2 separate regions of the Rattus norvegicus genome follow, and region 1 is linked to region 2. The links are chromatin contacts, called in public Hi-C maps. All regions are on one chromosome and are shown on one strand. The core of a region is the stretch at or near the end of the contact, and the rest is flanking DNA. Distances in the headings are between cores, read along the strand shown. Region 1 holds the start of Usp38 (ubiquitin specific peptidase 38). Region 2 holds the start of Zfp330 (zinc finger protein 330).

Region 1 (6,779 bases), core at 483-2,982, 1.7 Mb after region 2:
TCCGGGAGCAGCAAAGACAAAAGCAACATAAGCACAATCCTGGTTCTTCTGGAAATATTACTGTTACTTGTTTTCAAATGTAGCAGGATAGCCAAGCCAATATTCCTTGTAGCTTTATGTTCTACCTACCTGAAAAGGGATTGGGGGGGTGGGGGTAGGGGCTGAAAGCCATTCCTAGGTCTAGATTCAAACTCTTTACTCTCTTCCTACAAATCAGTCTCCAATTTCTCTTCACCCAGCTCCTATCTCCTCTCCACTGCTACTTTTAATACTATGAAAATGGGTATGTTAAAAATATTGACGTAATCATGTCTGTGGCAAGAAAAACCTTTTTTCCCCCTATTGGACACTTATAAGGTATACAATGATAACTAGCAATGTTTCACAATGATTTCACAACTATATTAAACAAGACTGAAGGAAAATATAATTAGGCAACATTTTCCAAAATAATAGTCTATGATTAAGGTTTGTGTTTCAGTACTAAGGGTACCAAGGGCCGGGCCTTGTCAGGTACTTTTAAGACTAGGTCACTTACAAAGACCTGGAGTTTAAAATCCATCTGAATCCTTGGGACTTAACTTGAAAGGGTACACGTGTGATGACCCCCATTTGTCCTTCCCTGCTCTAAAAGATCTTTAATATAAGCTTTATGGTATCTTCAAAAGTTTTCTTTTCAAAGTTCTCTTTTATACAAGCACACACACATGCCTTCAGTCTCAGGTTTGCGCTCCGGCCTACTTGAGGCACAGCTTATACACTGAACACTGACTAAAAAGGCTCACTATTTTTACAACCTTGTTTCAAATCATCACTAAACGCATGAGCTACCAGCACTCCTTACATTAGCAATCGTCTCATAGGAAAAACACAGCCACTTAAGGCAGTATGTCTTCTAAAAAATTTCCCCCAAAGCATGTTTTTTTCTTATACTTTTCTCACTTCCTCAAGCAGTGCTCCCGAGTTTGCAGAACTTTCTCAGACTCAAGATTTTAAACAATTAATATAGCACTTCCTCGAATTTTCTTCATAAGGAACGTGATCCAGACTACGACAGAGTAAAAGGGCTCCTCCATTTTGTCTCAGCAGGAGCCATCTTCGGCTTACTCTCAAACTAACACCATCATCCCCTGATGAAAGTGAAAAGTCCTGTACTCCAACCCTGTCCTAGAAACTCGGGGAAATGCCTCCCTAGCTGCAGGTTCGGGGCTTCTATTAAGCTACCTGCTTACTTTATTCCCCGTGCCAACAGCAAAGTAGGAAATAGTGTTTCCGTGTTCTTTGCCTTTTAAAGCTCCCTGTGAAATGCGTTATTCGGGCTGCCCTGTGAGAAGAGTTTCTCCTCAGGCAGTCGCTTAATATAGTCTCTCCATTCTGTCGTGCTGAGCGACCTCTGGGTCTCTAAGGAGCAACACCGACGGGATCCATGTGCGTCGAGTGACCAGACCCTCACAGTACAGACATGCCCTCCAGATTCCCAGAACAGCTCCTCCGGAAGTCCGCCAGTGACGTTCCTCATCGTCGCCAGTGACGCGAGAGTGGCCGCGTGACTCACTCAGTGCCTCTGCGCCTGCGCGCCAGGGAAGGGACCGCGGCCTGTCGGGGGGAGGAGCTAGATGGAGAAGAGGGGGAGGGGCGGGGCCCGCAGGAAATGTGTCGAATGTAGACGAGAAAGGACCGGAAGAAAGTGGGCGGGGCGAGGGCGGACCTATCTGCTGTGCCTCGGAACTTCACTTCCTATTTGCCGGTATTTCTGCTTCCGGGTTAAGGGTGTTCGGCGCTTCCAGCTCCTCTCCTTGGCAGATCGAGGTACTCTGGTTGACAGCGCCTCCTGACTCAACCGAGGGCGGCTTTTTACTGCCCACCCGCGGACGTCTGGACGCCTCACAACCCCGGGACGCGAAGGCGCTCCTCACCTTCCAGCTCAGCCTGGAGGCCTGGAGGGTCCCTGTGCCCGAATGCTGAGAGGGGTCGCGGGCCCAGCGAGGCAGCCGTGTGCGGACCTCCGGCTCCTTAGGCGGACCGCGGGGACTGACAGCCTTTCGGCGCCCCAGAATCGCCCGCTCCCGTCCCAGCTCGGATGGGCCTTCCCACTCGATAAATGTGGCTGCTGAGGCAGCGGTGGCGGTGGCCAGACCTGCTGCTGCTTGGCTTCAAGTTCACCCCCACCGCGGCTCCTTGGTGTCCCCCCGGGCTGCCGCCGCCAGCTCCTTATCCCCTGGGCCTGGCCTTGCAGAGTGGCGACGATGGACAAGATTCTGGAGGGTCTGGTGAGTTCCTCGCACCCGCTGCCCCTCAAGCGGATGATTGTGCGGAAGGTGGTGGAATCCGCGGAGCATTGGCTCGACGAGGCGCAGTGCGAGGCCATGTTTGACCTGACGACCCGCCTCATCCTGGAGGGCCAGGACCCCTTCCAGCGACAAGTGGGCCACCAGGTGCTGGAGGCCTACGCGCGGTACCACCGGCCGGAGTTCGAGTCCTTCTTCAACAAGACTTTCGTGTTGGGCCTCCTTCAGCAGGGCTACCACTCACTGGACAGGAAGGACGTAGCCATCCTGGACTACATTCACAACGGCCTGAAGCTGATTATGAGCTGCCCGTCGGTGCTGGACCTCTTCAGCCTGTTACAGGTGGAGGTCTTACGAATGGTTTGCGAGAGGCCGGAGCCACTACTCTGTGCCAGGCTGAGCGACCTCCTGACGGATTTCGTGCAGTGCGTCCCCAAAGGGAAACTGTCCATTACCTTCTGTCAACAGCTGGTTCGGACGATAGGTCACTTCCAGTGTGTGTCCACCCAGGAGAAGGAGCTCCGGGAGTATGTCTCCCAGGTAACAAAAGTGAGTAACTTACTACAGAATATTTGGAAGGCTGAGCCCTCCACGCTGCTACCTTCTCTGCAAGAAGTTTTTGCAAGCATCTCTTCCACAGGTAAGGGTCATTATTTCAGGGAAGTATGTCTTGGAAATTCAACATGTGTGTCTCATAAACACAGTGCACTTCCCGGAAACATTCTCATGGGGGCGGCAGGCATATTGTATTGAAGTAAATCCTCCAGTAAGAGACATTCTTGATGGATAGCAAATCTAAATAATTCTCATCCAAAATTTTACTCCACTTCACTGCCTTGTTCAGAATGGTATGCTGGAGCAAAAATGTTGAGTCCAAAGACCTTTGTCACTGAACAAGTCATTTAATTACACCACCTCTGTTCCAGTTTTGGAATTCTTATGGGCAGACAGCCAGGATGAGAAGCTTCTAGTCATTACTGATTAATGGTCATCTATGATGCTCGCCTCAGGGCGTTATTGTTCCTATGTGTAACCTATCATCTTATTGAAGGGTTGGTTTTGTTTTGTTTTTTCCTGTTTTCCAGTGTTCTCATTTTTTAAAAATTCATGAATTGCGCACAATCTATTATAAGATTGTCCCAGTTTACCATGTAGTGGTTTTAAAATATCATTGCACTCCACAGAAGGCAGGAGATCCAGGGAGCGTGAAGACAAGTGTAACAGCTTAGATAGCAGTCTGCCTTGTCTTTATCATGAACTTCATCCTCAAAAACTAGGGAAAGGGCAAAGGATTCTACTTAGAAAACCTCTCACCTAGAGTTTTGTCCGTGTCTGTCCCTGAAGGTGCTTTAAAATCTGTCCGTTGTGAAACAATAGGTTCACAACCAGATTCAGACTGAACTTTGTGGACCTGCCCTTGTTTTACCTTAGCCAGAAATGAGGGTTGAGCTTTAAAAGCTCACATAGTCTAATAATGTGTTTAATAAATACCAGGTGCATTAGCTTCCCATTCCTGTAATTGTACTTGTAGTCGTCATAGCTTTTGGAGGTTTCTCCAGGTCTTTCACTGTCGTACTGAAGCAGACCATCTGGATGCCTTACATTTTATATAAGCAAAGCCAGCCCCCCTCACCTTAATTTCTACTATCACAGTAGTGCAACGACAATATGAGCCTCTGACATGGAAATTAGAAGATTTGCCTAGTTGGTTCTTTCTCACCCCCATCCCCGATTACTGCCTTCCAAAGCATTATCAAACCCAAAAATGTACTATTAACAACAAATTAACTTATTGAAAAAACAATAGTGTTCTTCTTAGTGATGTGGCTGTGGACTGAGTGGGTATTGCTGTTTCCTCTCAGCCTCTCATTTCTATGGTTTAACTCAATTTAGCGTCTACCCATGATGTATGACATAACGTGTGTGTGTGTGTGTGTGTGTGTGTGTGTGTGTGTGTGTGTGTGTGTTTTCTCCCTGAACTAGTACCTCACTTTGAACCTCCATGCCGTATTTGTCTCTTTAACTAACAACTAGATGCGTCCTTTGAGCCCTCGGTGGCCTTGGCAAGCCTGGTGCAGCATATTCCTCTGCAGATGATCACGGTCCTCATCAGGAGCCTGACCACCGACCCAAACGTGAAGGATGCAAGCATGACCCGAGCTCTCTGCAGGTACCGGTCCTTCATACCAGGAGGTGGTCTGGTTTTTGGATAGTGGAAAACTTGAGAAATTTCTAAAACCAATCCAAAAGTAAATCTGTAGTTTCTCCAGATCAATTAGAATGATTTACCTTTGTATAGTCACATCTGAAGTTGTGTGGTTGGCTTGTTTTTCTCGATGCTCTAGTCCCTACTGTTTCCTGTAGCCTACTTCCGTGTGGGTGGTGGTGGTTACCCTGTATGGCTCTGGGTTTGGTTTGGTTTCTCTTAGCTAGGTAGGGGTTTTCTCTTTCAACTGCACTCCATAGGCGATACCTCTGCCCTTGTCTCCTCGGATTTGTTTGTTCGTTTGCTTGTTTGTTGTGTGTGTTGAATATGTATATGTACTGTGTGCATCCTTGGCATCAGAGGTTAGCTCCTGCAGCTAGAGTTATGAATGCTTATGAACCACTGAGTGTGCTGGAAATCAAACCTGGGTCCCTGCAAGGACAAGTGGTTCTTATCCGCTGAGCCATCTCTCCAGCCCCTACCTTTGCCTCATGGAATCTGGTTTCTCTCCCTTGTTCTAGCTGTTTTAACATTTTGAAAGTAATAGCACGCTGTCACTGGCATCTACTGTTGCTGGTGGGAGCTGCTGCCAGTCTGGTTGTCAGCTGTCTCTGATAACATGCTTTTCTTTAAGTCCTCGATGATCTGCAGTCTTACTCTCCATGTCTGAATAGAAACTGATATGCCCTTTGCAGTACTTTTATGCATATATTCAGTTGTTCATTCAAAGTGACTTACTGGGTGCTTAATAAGAGTGTCAGACCACTCAAATTTTCCTGAGCAAATTGATAAAAATAGCTGCTTTCTGGTCAGAGACCAACAGTAATGCAATAGCACTGCACGGTTCCAGCCTTTACCCTGATATTTAGGATGCTAAAATGTGTGGGAATGGGTGCCCTAGGTAAGCAGGCCTGGCTTTCTTGCCATACTGCTATATAATCACATTGGTTCTGTTTGGATTTAGGTTTTGTTTTAGAACATACAGTGAATGATTTAGTATGTTAAATGATGAGTGTTTGTTGGAGATGAGCAGGGTGGTAGGCTGTGAATAGGTAGTTTGCAGTTGTCAGTAATATGGCTAAGTAAGGGTTCGTTGAGGTGCCCACAGCACTGAAGTAAAAAAGGAAGCAGTGCTATGGCTTTTGTATTAGAGGGACAGAGTAGCCCAGACAGTGTCTGGTGTTGGGTGGCTCAGTGTCTGATTTCTCAACTTTCTGATGCTTCCAAAACAAGCATTCCGTAAAAGCCATGCTTTGACCTCTAAGTTCTGCTTTTCCTGGGCCACCATATAGAGCATGGGACTTTCTCAAATGCTGGGTAGATTCGGTGAGCCACTTAGTGAGCTCTAAGTCACTCCTACAAACAGGGTAAGTGCCCAGGGTTCTCAAGTGGAATGTGTTGCTAAATCAGGGTGTTTGGTAAGTTGTTCTATTAGAGGTTTTATTCCTTGTGGTATTTTCCATTTACATTAGATCTCTAGTGCTGTCTTAAGTCAGGGAGTACCTGTCTTGTCTTAACCTACTCCATTTTCTTTATGACAGTACCCATCCATTATGCTTGTCCCAGCTGCTGAGTTCAGTGACAGCATTGTTTTTAGATTGAGCTTGGACTTTCTCTACTTAGCTGCTTAGTTTTTGTTCCTTGGGTTTCCCTGTCTCGTATATTTAGCCTGTTTAAGCAGGTGAGGATTACAGTGGCTTCTGTGTCTCTTCTGACAGTTACATGAACTCAGGTACTCTATGCTGGGCTCTCAGACAGTGCCATGTGCACTGACACATGTGCACCTTCTACAGCACAAACTCATGCTAGCTGCTTCTTTATGGAGCAAATTAATCTGTAACTTGTGCTTCTAATTTCTCAGATCACAAATCTAGAAGCAAGTAACTCTATCCTCTCTCTTACTTTGATTAATATCACTAGTCCTTTGAATTCTATCTTTAAGAATACTGTAGAGATGTCTCAGTGGTTAAGAGCTGCTCTTCCAGAGATCCTGAAATCAATCCCCAGGAACCACATGGTGGCTCACAGCCGTCTGTATTGGAACCTGATGCCCTCTTCTGGCACACAGGTGCAAGATGTACATGCAGGTAGAGTGCTCATAATATTTATATATAATAGCTAAATCTTTAAAAAATAAATAAAAAGTACTTTTCTGGCTCTACCATTTGTGAAATGGAGCCTGTACTATTACACTAGTCTAGTTAGTCAAATGTAAATATATTCCAAGAACAGGTATAACATTCAAGTAGGAAGCAGGCCAGGAGTCAGTGAAATGATGTGGACTG
Region 2 (7,084 bases), core at 353-2,852:
CCATGATCCATATTAGCTCTGTTAACATTTTGTGTTTGTGAAAGAGTATCAGGTCTCAAAAAGACTGAGGGCAGAAGGTGAGGTGTGGCCCCTACTAGCTAATAGCACATGACTGCCTGCTCATCTCACCTCAGCCCCTCCCCTAAACTCATCTAGCTCGTGGACTTCCCTTCCCTCAGCATTTTATTCTGATAGAATGCTGACATTTTTTCTGTGAGCTCTCCTGGCTCCTTTGATCTCCTGGTCCTCTCTTGGCTCTCTCTCCTCTTTGTTCTTTTTCCTTTCTCTCCCCCTCTCTCCCTCTCTCTCTCTCTCCCTCTCTCCCTCTCTCCTCTCACGGCTGGTTCAGTCTGCTCACCATGCTTGGTTTACAACTTTCTCTCCCTGCTCTGGACTCTTCAGATGCCTCTGGCAGTACTCTCCCTCACTTCTATAATGAAATCCTCTCCTTACCGGAGCCTTGGAGTAGTCATGCCCTCATTTTATACAAAGAGGAGGTGGTGATGTCTGTTGAAACTAATACAAGTGGAGGAAGCTTGAAGAAAGCAAGATGTTTTGATTAGATAGTGTTGTAAATGGGAATGAGAGATTAGGGAAATATAGGACAGAAGGAGAATCCCGAGAGGCTTGAGTTCAGTGACACAGTGTATCAGCACCCCACCCCAAATATCAATATAAGGACAGGTACATCATTTAATTATCAGGAGTAGGAAAAAAATGTGATGAATTGTGACTGGTGAGATGGGACTGTGTGGGATGGGATTAAGTGGAACTTGGGGGGAAAATTGAAAAAGATGACTAAACAAGAGAACACAGGAGAGGACAGGTTAGGAGCCCAGTAAGCTAAGACATTGGAGTTCCGATTTCGTTGACAAAACGGCTCTCTTTGAGATAAGGTTCGAGGTGTGGTTATGAGAGTGGATTCCTGGAGTGTAGCAAAGGTGATAGCAGATGGGGATGAAAAAAATCAAGAGACTAAAATGAGACGTTTTCTATTGGATTTAAAAGGTAAGGGCAAAAATACGGGTGAGTCTAAAACAGCTCCACTCAAAATATAGAAGGTGACAGGCAGTAAGAGATAATCGCGTGCGGCACCCGGAGTAATGTCAAGGACTTTCTACCCAAAGGTAAGTGGGGAGTGAGAGTGGAACATTTACCTCCAGTGTTATTTAAAGCAAACAGTCTTGTGGGAAAGTATAGTCAGATCTCAGCCTCAGAGCAGAAGCAGAGAACGTGGGAAGCTTTGCTCACAAAGGAACAGAATGCACACAGCAAAGAGCAAGCAAAAGACCCCTCAGAACTCAGAACATTAGTGTTGTGAGATTAAAACAAAAAGGGCGGGGGGGGGGTGGCGTGGGAAACTGTGGTCTCTCATGTGCATGCCTATAATCCTAGCAGAGAGACAGAGGCAGGGGAGTCGTGGCTTCAAGGCCGGACTTGCATTCATTATGTCTCAGAAAACAACAAAGAAAAATAAAAGTGTGAGATGTGAGGCTTGTCAGGTTCAGAGAAAGGAAAAGGATTTCAGAAGAATCAGGCAAAAAGTGCTAGTAATTTTTCCCTCTTAAAATTTTTTGTGGGTTCGTCTCTCCTTTCCTTTTGGACTTTTCAATTCTCTGAGTAAAATAATAAAATTAGAATGAGATAGCAGAGGCCTTGAGATCCTGAGGCTCTCTGACCGCTACTCGCAACGCTGGCGCTTCTTCTCTTCCTAGCAAGTCCACTTCCGGGAAGGCGAGCTCTCCCCCTCCTCCGGAAGGGGGCGAGGTCGGGGCGGAGCAAGCAGAACTGGGCGGGACGCGCTGGACTCTTCCGGTTACGTGTGCAACCTTGGTGCTCTGACGTTGCAGGATATCCGGTCTCTCGCCCACTGTTGGAAACGGGCTGTGTCTGCCATTCCGGCCCGCGGCTTGGCCTCGCCTCTGCGTCCTCGGCCACTGAGGTGAGCGGCGTGTCCCCGCGAGGTTGCGTGACTGAGTGGGCCGGGAAGGCGTGAGGGGCTCGCGGGCGGCTGGCGGGTTGCGAGCCGCGTGGATCTCCCCGCGCCACCCCCCTCCAGGCCTCCCAGAGCCTGGAACCCAGTGTCGCTCTGCTGTCATTAGCATTCTAGCTTGAGCTGAAAGAAACCTCTCGTCGTTGGCATAAACAGATTCGAGAAATAGAATCACTCTGAGATGTCTTAGTGGGTAGAGTATGCATCCACGGTCACCCTTGGTCACTCAGCCACACGCTCCAGACTTCAATTTTAAATACTGACTGACGGCCCCGTGGCTTGGCCACGAAGATTAACCACTAATTAGCTCTGAAGACTTCCCTGCCCGAAAGGATTGGGCATTAGAGTGAGAAAACAGAAGCCTGGTTGTCAGTATTGTAGGTTTTCTGAGTGCTGAAAACCAGTTTTGTAAGGATTGATGTCTGTGTGGAAAACAGACTCCTAAGCTTCTGACTTGTTAAAACTGTTGCTTCCAGGCATGAGGGACAGGCAGCGAAAGCGACTGTAGTTCCTTAGTCTCCTCAGAGAAAATGGGTTTACCTTGCAGTCAGCCCTTGGCTTGCTGGATATTTGTGTAAACCGCATGTAGGTGAGAGTGTACTATATAATACTATGTGTGGACAGCATTAGAGATGTGACTGTAGCTCAACATGGGTATTTCAACTTGGCACAAAACGAGTATTTTAGTCATTTCTTAATAATGGTGCACACATCGGTTTTTTGAATGAAGAGAAGAATAGGGTGAAAAAACATTTACTCAGGCAGTTAGAATGAGGTCCTTGATGCTGATGCAGTTTGAGAGTTGTTTGAAGCGCAGGGAGGGCCTTAGTTTAGAAGCCTACAGCTGGAATAATCCGTGTGTAATGTTGCTAAAGGCTTCAGACGTGATTCGGTGCATTTAAAGTTAAAAGGTTGATTTAATACTTAAGGAAAGTCTAAACACTGTGTAACTGAACCCAGCAGTTATGGCTGTTCGGTTTTCCTGTTTAGAAAGAAGGGAACATGCCGAAAAAGAAGACTGGAGCAAGGAAGAAGGCAGAAAACCGCCGCGAACGAGAGAAACAACTCAGAGCATCAAGAAGTACCGTTGACCTAGCCAAGCACCCGTGCAATGCTTCAATGGTGAGAGGCTTTTAAAACAAGGGCTGTTTGGTTGACTAGAAGGACTACATAGTACCATGTATAAGATCTATCTGAAAAGAATGATCAGCTACAGTGTGCTCACGTGTTCACCACAGGAAAAACCTGTTAGAGGTGTAGTCAGCATCTTTACTGAGTAACCTTTTTTGGTTAGAGTATGTATTACTTGTCGAGCCTGGAGTGTCACCTTGTATACTGCTGGTGACAGTAGATATTGAAGGCAAATGGGTAGCAGGAACGGGGGGGGGGGGCAGTTTTTTCAATATGTTCTTTAGTTCAGTGTTGGTCATGTTCTCTTAGCCAGTCTCCGTTCATTGATTTCTCCTGCTGAGTGCCCTGACTTCTAGATGTGTCCCAGGTTCTTAACTAATTTAATTTGTCTATGGTAAGCAGGCTGGTCTCGAGGAAGATTGTTTTTAAATACTTCATCCACATGACTTAGTTTAGCAAGTGCTTATTATTCAGGGGAAGATGTGCTCTGTATCGACTCTGGTAATGGTGAGCCTCTTTTATATGTTTATAGGATTCCCTAGGGTTGTAGGACCCATTGGTTTATGAATGACAGAAACACATTTCACCTTAGGAGAAAGTACCTCCACGTAGTGGAAGAAGGAGGGATGAAAGACGGGACAGCTAGGCCTTGGGACAGTCTCTGCCTTCGTTCTCTTTGCTCCTGCCTTTGAGGGTTGCCATGCTTTGTTTAGCTCCTTGGTTTCAGGTAGTGTGCTTAGATCATGTCTCATATTGTGAAGGTCACAGAGGGAAAGAGTTCTCATAGGATGGGCTTGTGTCCTTTTTTTGTCCCGGGACTGATTTATGGTGTACTCTGTCAGATTCCATGGTATAAATGTGACAGTGGGAACTGTCAGGTTCTTTTGAGAAAAGAGGAGTGCTCACAGACAGGACCGTGACTGGCGTACATAAGTGCATGCCATGGAGTAGATCTTCGTATTTCAGTAAAGGGGAAGGAGTAGAGGCATAGGGAGAAGAGACCGGAACATACTGGCGAAAGGCTGACCAATGGTGGCTTGACTCTAGTGTAGACCTGACTAGAGAGCTTCAGAAGCCCCCTCTAATGTGGATAGTTTACGAGCTTCACTGTTTCATGCCGTTTATTTCTAGCATCCACTCAATATAGGCAAATAGGATGGTTTTAATTAAAAGAGAAAATTGAGCAGGGACTTGTGTCTGTTTTCTCTAGCATTGGGTTTCTTTAAAACAACCACAAGGGAATCTACTATATTTAACTCCTTTTGTAATACGGCTTTTCCCCATTATTGATCACAGAATGTAACCTTTTGTTTACCCTTGCTAGTGGAGTATGTACAAGAGCTTAAACACATGGCTTGAACTGGATTTGGGATGTAGAACCAGTTACATTCTGATTTGGGAAAGAAAATAATCTGTATGATGTAAGTAAATGTTCCATTTTCATCCAGCAGACAATTAATGTTCTGCTTTAAATTTTACAGGAATGTGACAAGTGTCAGAGGTAAGTTTTCTTTCTTTCTGGATGAGATTGTCCTATGTGCTCTTTGTTGCTGTGATATAACCCTTGGGGAGGAAAGGGTTCACTCCATCATACTTTGATGAGGGAGGCCAGCGCAGGAGCTCCAGGCCAGAGCCTTGGGGCTGGAACTGATGCGGAGACCATGGAGGAAAGCTGCTTACTGGTGTGCTCCAGACCCAGGTTTAACTACCCTTGTACAACCCAGGACCACCTGCCAGGTTGGCATTGCCCACCGGACAGTAGGTCCTCCTCCATCAAGTAGCAGTTGAGAAAATGCTCTGCGGACACTGGCTGTAGCCAGTCTGATGGAGGCAGACTTCAACTGAGGCTCCTTCTCAGATACTCTAGTTTATGTTAAGGTGATGAAGTACTAGTCAACACAGGGATAATTGGTCTCATCCTTTATATGAAATTGACCCTATTTAAAACTTTTTGTTTTACATGACAAGGCGGCAGAAGAATAGAGCATTTTGCTATTTTTGTAACTCTGTTCAGAAGTTACCAATCTGTGCACAGTGTGGTAAGTACACAGCCATGAAGGCATGTCTTTATCAATCAAGTGTCTGCGTGGCAGTCACCAAGTCTAGGAGGAGCTGTTCCCAATTCAAAATAAAACCCAGTGGTATTTCTGAGAGAGGAAATCATGGTGTTTCCTAAGTAGCCTCCACAGGCTCTCAGTCTACTAGCAGGTCTGATGAGAAGACACACTTACACTGAGTGTGCAGTTTTTGCCAGGTCTCCCCGTCTTGACATTTCTGCTGTGTCTTCATGGAGACTTGCCTTAGGCAACCTAGTCAGCTTTACTCCAGACATACTGCAAGCTTCTCTGCACGAGCAAGTCGTACCTCTACTTAGATGGGGATGGGTTCAACTGGAGCCGGTTGGGGGTGTCATTGATGTGCTGCAGGTTAGTGGTTAGGGCTACATGTGGGAGTTTCTAGTGTTGTTCTAGTTTTCCAAGAGGTCACTTATTCAGTTCCACAGCTAGTGGAGAAGAGAGACTCAACTGCCTTTGCTGTACTCAATGCAAGTGGATGTAACTCGTAACTTGTAGACGAGTGCATTCCAGGCTCTGCGGTCATATCTGTGTATGAGTAAACCTAAGTGTAACAATTAGGCTCTATAATCATTTACTGTGCCTTTTGACAGTTTGTGGCAAGAAATAACTGGTATGTCCGAGCCAGGCAGTTTGTATTGTGATTTATGAATATAAAATTCATTTTAAAGCGTGGTTTTGCAATCTTTTGATTCACTTGAATTTTATAAGATTTGAAACTGCCAAAATGATCACTGGATTTCAGTTCATAACCTGGAACTTCTGCTTTTATTGCAAGCATGGATTAGCATGTTCCATTATATAACAACCTTTATGGATAAATACATTTCTGATCTCTCAAGATCTGACTAAGGTAATGATAGTGTATATGTATGTATGTAATTCTTTTATTTGTGTAAATGGGAAACTAACCTTTCATTTTTAAATTTTTGAAAACATTTCCATAGGCACTTGAGTTAGATCAAAGAGGAACTTGAGGACACTTTCTGTACGTGCTGTGAGTAGGGCTAATGGTGTGTATATATGTACATTCTTCTCACCAGGAAAGACCAAGTGCATGATGAAGTCTTCAGACTGCGTCATCAAGCATGCTGGCGTGTACAGCACTGGCCTCGCCATGGTGGTAAGTGGCATTTACCCGTGGTGTAGTGGGCTTCCAAGGGTAGGATTAAGTCATTTTAACCCATATTTTAATGTTTTAAAAATAATTTTTACTAATTCCTAGAGAATTTCATACAGTATGATTCCACCTCTTCCCAGATGTCCATGCCATCTCTAGCCTCCCAACTTTGGGTTCTTTTTTTTTTTTTTTTTTTTTTTTTTTTTTTTTGGAGCTGGGGACCGAACCCAGGGCCTTGCGCTTGCTAGGCAAGCACTCTACTGCTGAGCTAAATCCTCAACCCCGAGTTCTTTATTTTTAATTTTATTTTATGCTATTTTAACCTATTGAGTCCAATTTACTTTATCCAAATACTTTTAGATGTAATGTCTACCTTAGAGCATGGTCAGCCAACCAGGGACCACACTCCCAAAGAAAACTGATACCGTCCCAGCAGCCTGTCCGATACCAACGGGAGTGACTTGGCTCACATCTCACCTCTGTGCTGGGATGATGCTGGCTTTGGGCTTCTCGACAGGTTTTGTGTATTCTGTCAGAGTTGCTGTGATTTCTGTGTGCAACTGTCCATTGTGTCTGGGCACACTTTAATTTCCTCATAGCCCTCTACCACGTCTCTCTTCCACCGTCTTCGTTAGAGATCCTGATCCTTGGAGAGGGGGATATCTTATAGATAGCTTTCTGCTCTGTGCAGTCTCTTACCTCTGCATGTTGACCAGTTTTTAGTCTTCATGTTAATTACCATTTATTATAAGAAAAGAAGCTTCT

Evidence for each region. Hi-C and Micro-C count contacts between places; a contact is called where the count stands out from the background.
Region 1: a Hi-C map of Schwann cells shows a contact between it and region 2, with 5 times the contacts expected there. The contact joins the promoter of Usp38 here to the promoter of Zfp330 in region 2.

The regions. Positions count from the first base shown.
Region 1 is chr19:43,908,742-43,915,520 of GRCr8, forward strand. Usp38 (ubiquitin specific peptidase 38) reads left to right here and starts at 1,733. Exons shown (of 10, transcript NM_001107418.2): 1 at 1,733-2,928; 2 at 4,323-4,458. The coding sequence starts at 2,247.
Region 2 is chr19:42,216,611-42,223,694 of GRCr8, forward strand. It overlaps Zfp330 (zinc finger protein 330), which reads left to right and starts at 1,603. Exons shown (of 10, transcript NM_001108443.1): 1 at 1,603-1,942; 2 at 2,984-3,115; 3 at 4,606-4,625; 4 at 5,093-5,163; 5 at 6,243-6,322. The coding sequence starts at 2,996.